Regions from separate parts of the Zea mays genome. Here region 1 is linked to region 2. A link is a contact called in public Hi-C data. All regions are on one chromosome and are shown on one strand. Each heading gives the region's core, a stretch centred on a gene start, on an enhancer-like site or on the middle of the called end of the contact. The rest is flanking DNA. Distances are from core to core; before and after follow the strand shown.

Region 1 (2,891 bases), core at 261-2,760, 130 kb before region 2:
TTATCTCAAATTTATGGGGTGGAGAATGAGAAATGATTTTATGCATTAGTAGAATTTGTTTATACTCTGTAACTTACATGACACTTTTCGTCTCACTCTTCTATATTAAAAATGTAGCACATAAATATCTCTGATATGATGTTAATAATAATATACAAATATATTTTTCATAATACTGAATTAGCTTAATTGATATATGACTAAATTAATATTATTAGAATGGAATTCAATTCCAATGATCCAAACGGGACGTTAAGGCAAACAGGAGAATTATTTAAGCATTGTAGTTACGCACAATTGCTCGATCCACCACGGCTCCTGTGAGTTTCGGATTGATTTGTTCATATTATCTGCAGGAAAGAATTTCTGAATAACATCAACAGCTCAGTATCTCGGATCCTGGGACTGTAATAACCTTTGCAGGCGACAGTAGACAGCAAGCGCTCTGTAAAGTAAAGGACTCTCTGCAAGCGCCGAATGCAATTATGCAATGTAACTGTCTAATAAGAACACACCCGGATTCTTCCTCAACTGAATGCTTCGGGCTTCGGCTTATTCAGTTTCATCTGAAATCATGGAAACAAAGAAAAGATGCCAACGAGTTCCAGTAATGGCCAGCGGTGAATGTGGGTGGCCATTATGATTATCTCTCGGGTTATCAATCAAGTATCACAATGGCAGCTGCAAGTTGTAGAGCCATGGAATCGATGTAGCACCTGTTGGGGCTACAACGATCTGCGAGTTAAAAATAACACCAGTGCAACAATGACAGCTGGGCTCATCTCTGCAGTATTGCCCTTTTCTTCCTTTTGACTTCTTTATTTTCAAATAAGCACCCACCAAGCTACATCTTGGCTCGAACCAGGTGGGTGGAAAATGGGAAAAGAAAAGAGAGAAAATACAATGAAGAAAATATTACAAGGTTGGCATTTATTACTAAACTAACTATCCAGATTCCAGCATTACACTTATTCTGACCAATGAGAAAAAATTGGAATTCTCTAACATCTAAATTATCTATCAAGACTGATACATGTATCTGATCAACATGTTAATAGGGTGAAAATACTATTCCCTTGATCCTTGCAACACCCCAAGTAAAAATCTGGAACGCCAAGGCTTCAGTTTTTGTCCAAAAGGCCAGTAACAGGTTTTCCAGCAACAAGATGACTGCTGGAACTCTGTGGATATGTTTTTACAGCAGGCACATCTACTTTTGAATATGGTACTTGAGAAACACCATTTACCTGTCCAGGATGACCAGATGTTTCAGATTTGATTGCCATGGAGTACCTTTCCTCTGCAGGGGAGAATAATCAGGATTAAACTCATCCTAGTCTTGGAAAACAAACAGAAAAGGACATTATCTCACCACACAATATACGCTCTAGCCTTCCTAGGTTTACTAATGGATTCTCAGTTCCCAGATAAAATAGAAGACCATGTAAAACCACTCATTCAGATGGATCCATATTATGCAATAGAGAGAGAGAGAGGACAGAGTGACAGACCCGATGCCAGAGGCTCCTACATGAAATAGGGTCTGAGAAAGGGATAAAATGAGGCCAGACTTCCCATATTATGTAATGCTGGCAAATATAACACTCTTATTTTTTATAATAAAATAAATTGCACAGTAGGGCCCTAATGTATTTCCCGGCCCCTCATAAAACAATCACTGACGTGAAGTAACAAGTTAGTAATTAGCATGGTGAATAAGAACATATTCGGTGTACCTTTCATTCTTCCGTATCTCACAAACTTGCGGAGGCAATCCCGGAATTCTGTCAGCACAACGTTTTCTTGTTCTGCATACAGTGCAGATTGGTTATGGTTGACAATTACTGTCTGCTGAGGAGCAGCATTTTGAGAAGTCGTAAACATTGTATCTTGTTCGTCACACATTTTCTCAAATGCTTCTTCATCACACATCAGTGCTAGTGTTCCAGGAGACATAGGTCTATGGGTCTTATGATCATCAACGCAGTTAGGTCTGGATTCTTCTATAATAGCTTTGCCCGTATGAGTTCCTCTGCTTGAATGGTCATCAATTGGTGCTTTTTGATCTTGATCTTGATTATTTCCTTCTCTATCATGGTTTGTCAATGCTAGGGAACCTACCCTGTCATCTTCCTTCTGCCCTCCGATTTCATCTTCCTTCTCGCCGACCCTCTCTTCCTTCGTTTTCTGACCTGTTATTTTAATGAAAAAACAATGAGCAGCACATAACCATCCAATTAATGCCCATTTAACCATCTCGTGGACTATGTTTATAATACTCTATGGTGTTCTCTCTTAACATACAATAGTGCATACTTGCAGGTCTAGGGAGGGGGGAGGGATAAAATAGTGCTACATGTAAGTAACGGGCTCTGTTCTTAAGGCGACGCCTAGGCGTCGCCTAGGCGTCCGGGCGGTGGTCTAACGCCTAGGCGCCTTGCCCGCCTACCTCGCCTAGGCGTCGCCTAGGCGCCGCCTAGGCGTCCGGGCGGTGCTCCAACGCCTTGGACCGCCTTACCGCTTTAAAAACCATGGTAACGGGTGTGTCCATACTTATATTGATAAATAAATATAACAAACCCCGCTCATGTGGAAGCATCGAGAACTGGGTCTGCTCCTTTTATTAAAAAAAAACTCGACCTAGGGGATAAGATAGACCACGGGCACTATATTTAAAAAAAGACATTCTCATGCAAGTCGAGAAAACCCCTGAACCCTGCCCTACCCATACATAATGGCACCGTAGCCCATGTGAGAAACGACCAAGACCGGACTTTAGACCTATGCTTTGGCGTGTGACAGACGAGAGGATTTTTTTTAACCAAACCTAAAATTCGCTCCCACGGGGAGTCAAACTCAGGACCTAAAGAGTGTTTTTCAGACCACCTAAC
Region 2 (3,146 bases), core at 65-2,564:
CGGTTGAACCGGTTTTTGAAGCTGAAGAGCAAGTTTTGAAAATTCTGAAGTGAACCAAGGTGGAACTTTTGTGGGGAGTAAGAGTGGTTTTTCAAAAGGCATTCATGATCTAGAAAAGTGTTCTCTTAGATGATTTTGAAGGAATTTGAATTGAGCTCATTGCATAACTTACTTAACATATTGCGGATCCCTCTTAATTGAACAACGTTTTCTATAACTCAAGAATTATAAAATGAATATTGTCGTTGTTTCCAAGCACTTGGAGCACGCCATATGATGTAGAATTTAAATCCGCTATGCTTTACATTTTTATGCTCATAAGATCTGTGTTTCTCCTGTCTGTAGAATAACTGTGTACATGCTAGGAGCAAACTTGTTAGAATCTCTGTTTGTTTTGTCATTTAATCACTAAAACTCTCAATTACGGTTGATTGCACTTACAAGCTCGCATCTATAAAAAAAATCATTTTGGTTAAAATCGTTCAAAATCAACATAAACTTAGAATCGGTCGAGTCGTCAAGATAGTCGGAATCCATCACTTTATAGATCCCGAACCCTTGACCACTTCATCTTCCTCCATATGTAAGAGCAACTCCAAAAGGATGTTAAAAAATTTACCCCAAAAATTGATTATTAAGAGCAGACTAAAAAATTTTAAGAGTGAATTATGATGGTTACTCCAACAGTTTCTTTAAATGTGACATGTGGCGCAATCTGTACAGTCGTCGGGAGGTCGTAGATGATCTGATACGTTGAGGAATGGATTGGGGAGAGATGAAACACACCAAAATATAAGGGAGATGGGGCTGTGGATGCGGCACGCTATTTTTTTGGGAAGAATGAGGGAGCTGTTAGAGTAAGAAAAATTATTATTCTTTACTAATATCTGTTTTGAGGTTAGTTTACACGTTCTTTTGAAGTTGCTCTAATTTCCACGATATTTAGATTTTTTCACAGTCAGATTCTTTTTACAGTTAGATTCTAGTAAAAAAAACTGAACGGAGTATTCAAAGGGAACTACGAATTTTGTGCCCCATCTGGCGATGGAAAATTCGCCATTGAAATCCCTGGTGGCAGAGCCCGAGCAGCGACCGCCGAGGTTGAGACTTGAGAGACCTATGAAACCGCGAGGCGCCGCACACCAACCAACCCCCGGGCTGCCCGTAAATGCGGACACAGGCGTGGGGGCGCGGGGCGGTGGCGCGCTTGATGACGCCATTCAATCGCCGCGCGGCCCACGCCTCTTCTCCCCACCTGCTCCGCGCCTGCTCATCCGCCTCTTATACCATCGCTCTCGCTCGCCTCCGACGCCACTTCACCTCTTCTGCTTCCTTCTCCCCAGGTCGGCTATTCCACTTTCTCGTCTCTCTTTTTGTAACTTCGTTTTCAGTTCAGCGCCGGATGTTCGTCGTTCTGGCACGAGGACGTACCACTTGTGCTGTCAAGTTTCGGCGACTCCTGGCCGAAGCTGGCGAGGCGAAACTTAGATTTCTATGTCACGATTTGGCAGAACGGAAGGTGTTCGCCGTTTCGCCTCTGCCGCTCAGCGGATGCCTTGCGTAGAAGGTTGTAGGTGTAGTTGCGACTGCGGATCAACGAGATTGATGATCAGTTTTTTTCTTAATGCATAAGCGGTCCAATTGGGCAGCCTATGGTCGAAATTGTGGAGCAGTGAAGCACTGGGCGTAAAAATGGGTTGTCCTGTGCTCCTAGTGGAGTAGTGGTTTTGAAATTGCCTTTTTGTGTCTCAGGGTGTAACACGAACACGACCATGGTGTTCGGGCAGGATTCTCATAGGTTTGCCTGTGTTATTAGGTATCTTTAAATTGCCGTCAGTGGCGGAGGACAAAAGAAAATTAAGGTATGGCTAGCTAGTAGGGGAAAAAAGAAAAAAATATTGTGCACATGGAAATCAAACAAGCAACTTGATGTCTCATACGCTAAGGATTAACCACTGCACCACATGCATCCTATTGTTTATAAAAGGAAGGTATGAAGATTTTAAAAATTTAGGCATGCCTGATGCCATACTCAGCCATAATGGCTCCTCCGCGGCTGAGTTCATCACAATGACATCACATCTTCACAAAGCTCAAGTCTTGATTTTAGTTCGACCTACTGTGCGAAAGCATGATAGATTTACCAGTAAGAAGTTCAGGGTACCTTTGTTCTCGTTCTCTCTAGATGCTTTACTCTTTAAAACATCGATATTGTACCATGCAAGGAAATCAAGTTGGATAAATCTCATCTTACCAATCCCGGCGCATGGCACACACTTGCAAATGGTCTCCTTGCCCTTCTTCCTGAAGTAGCTGACCACTCCCGTCCCCTGGTAGCTCCGGCACTTGCCTGTCCACTTGTACGAGACCGTCTTGCATTCCTACAGCCCAAATTCACACATCCCAAACTCATTACCTCGCTCAAACCCGAGCCGCCAAAAAATAACACAGAAATTGAAGACATAATCAAATACTCACGCGCATAATCAAATAAATACTCACGCGCTATCTTTTTGTGCGCGCCGTCGCGCGGGCAGTCTCAGCCAGTCAACCTGGGCGGTGGCCGCCGGCCGCCGGGCGGGACAAGCAGCCATGCGGGGGCGGGACAAGCTCACAAGTCACAAGCAGAACTGCAGAAGCAGCTGGGCCACCGGACGGGACAAGTACTCAAGCAGTCAAGCAAGCAGGAAGCAGTGGCAGCCGGGCGGGTCGACGGGACAAGCAGCCGGCCGCCGGGTGGGCGGGACAAGCCGCCGGGCGCGCGGGACAAGCGACCGTGAGTAGGAGCAGCGGAGCAGGCGTGCCGGCAGGAGCGGCCGAGTGGGAGTGCTGTGTGCGCCTGTGCGGGACGCGCCGACGCGGGGACGGGCGGACGACACAGAGTGTGTCTTAGCTAAACCCTAATCTCTAATCTCTTAGTGGGCCGGCCCAAGGTATTGCCCATGCAATACTGGGCCATACTGGGCCCTCCGCCCCTGATTGCCGTGCTGCTTTCTTGTTACCACAGCTCTTGCATGGCTGAGAATGCGATTCGTGGGTTAATCTAGGAAGCAGTGGTCTAGGTTATGGCCATTTGACTGTCTTCATAGAGGAATTCGTGGTGACTGTTTTATCATTGCACAATACTTGGTTTGTTAGCCATCAAA

What was found. A called contact is a pair of places that touch in the nucleus more often than the background predicts.
Region 1: a contact with region 2 is called in a Hi-C map of an unstated tissue, with 3 times the contacts expected there. The contact joins the enhancer-like site here to the promoter of LOC100282439 in region 2. A contact is called at or near these places in 4 of 25 Hi-C or Micro-C datasets (endosperm, leaf, root tip and 1 more).

What each region holds. Positions count from the first base shown.
Region 1 is chr3:200,346,665-200,349,555 of Zm-B73-REFERENCE-NAM-5.0, reverse strand. LOC100383445 (CPP transcription factor) reads right to left here. Exons shown (of 8, transcript NM_001176095.1): 7 at 1,737-2,192; 8 at 915-1,300. The coding sequence ends at 1,122. Among protein-coding and RNA genes, the nearest start is that of LOC100276610, 9.2 kb to the left of the region's middle. Within about 2 kb of position 1,510, at least 2 of the 20 cell types and tissues checked have an H3K27ac peak or open chromatin away from gene starts, as enhancers often do. A contact at or near this core is called in endosperm, where this site is marked.
Region 2 is chr3:200,212,791-200,215,936 of Zm-B73-REFERENCE-NAM-5.0, reverse strand. It overlaps LOC100282439, which reads left to right and starts at 1,314. Exons shown (of 17, transcript NM_001155350.1): 1 at 1,314-1,343.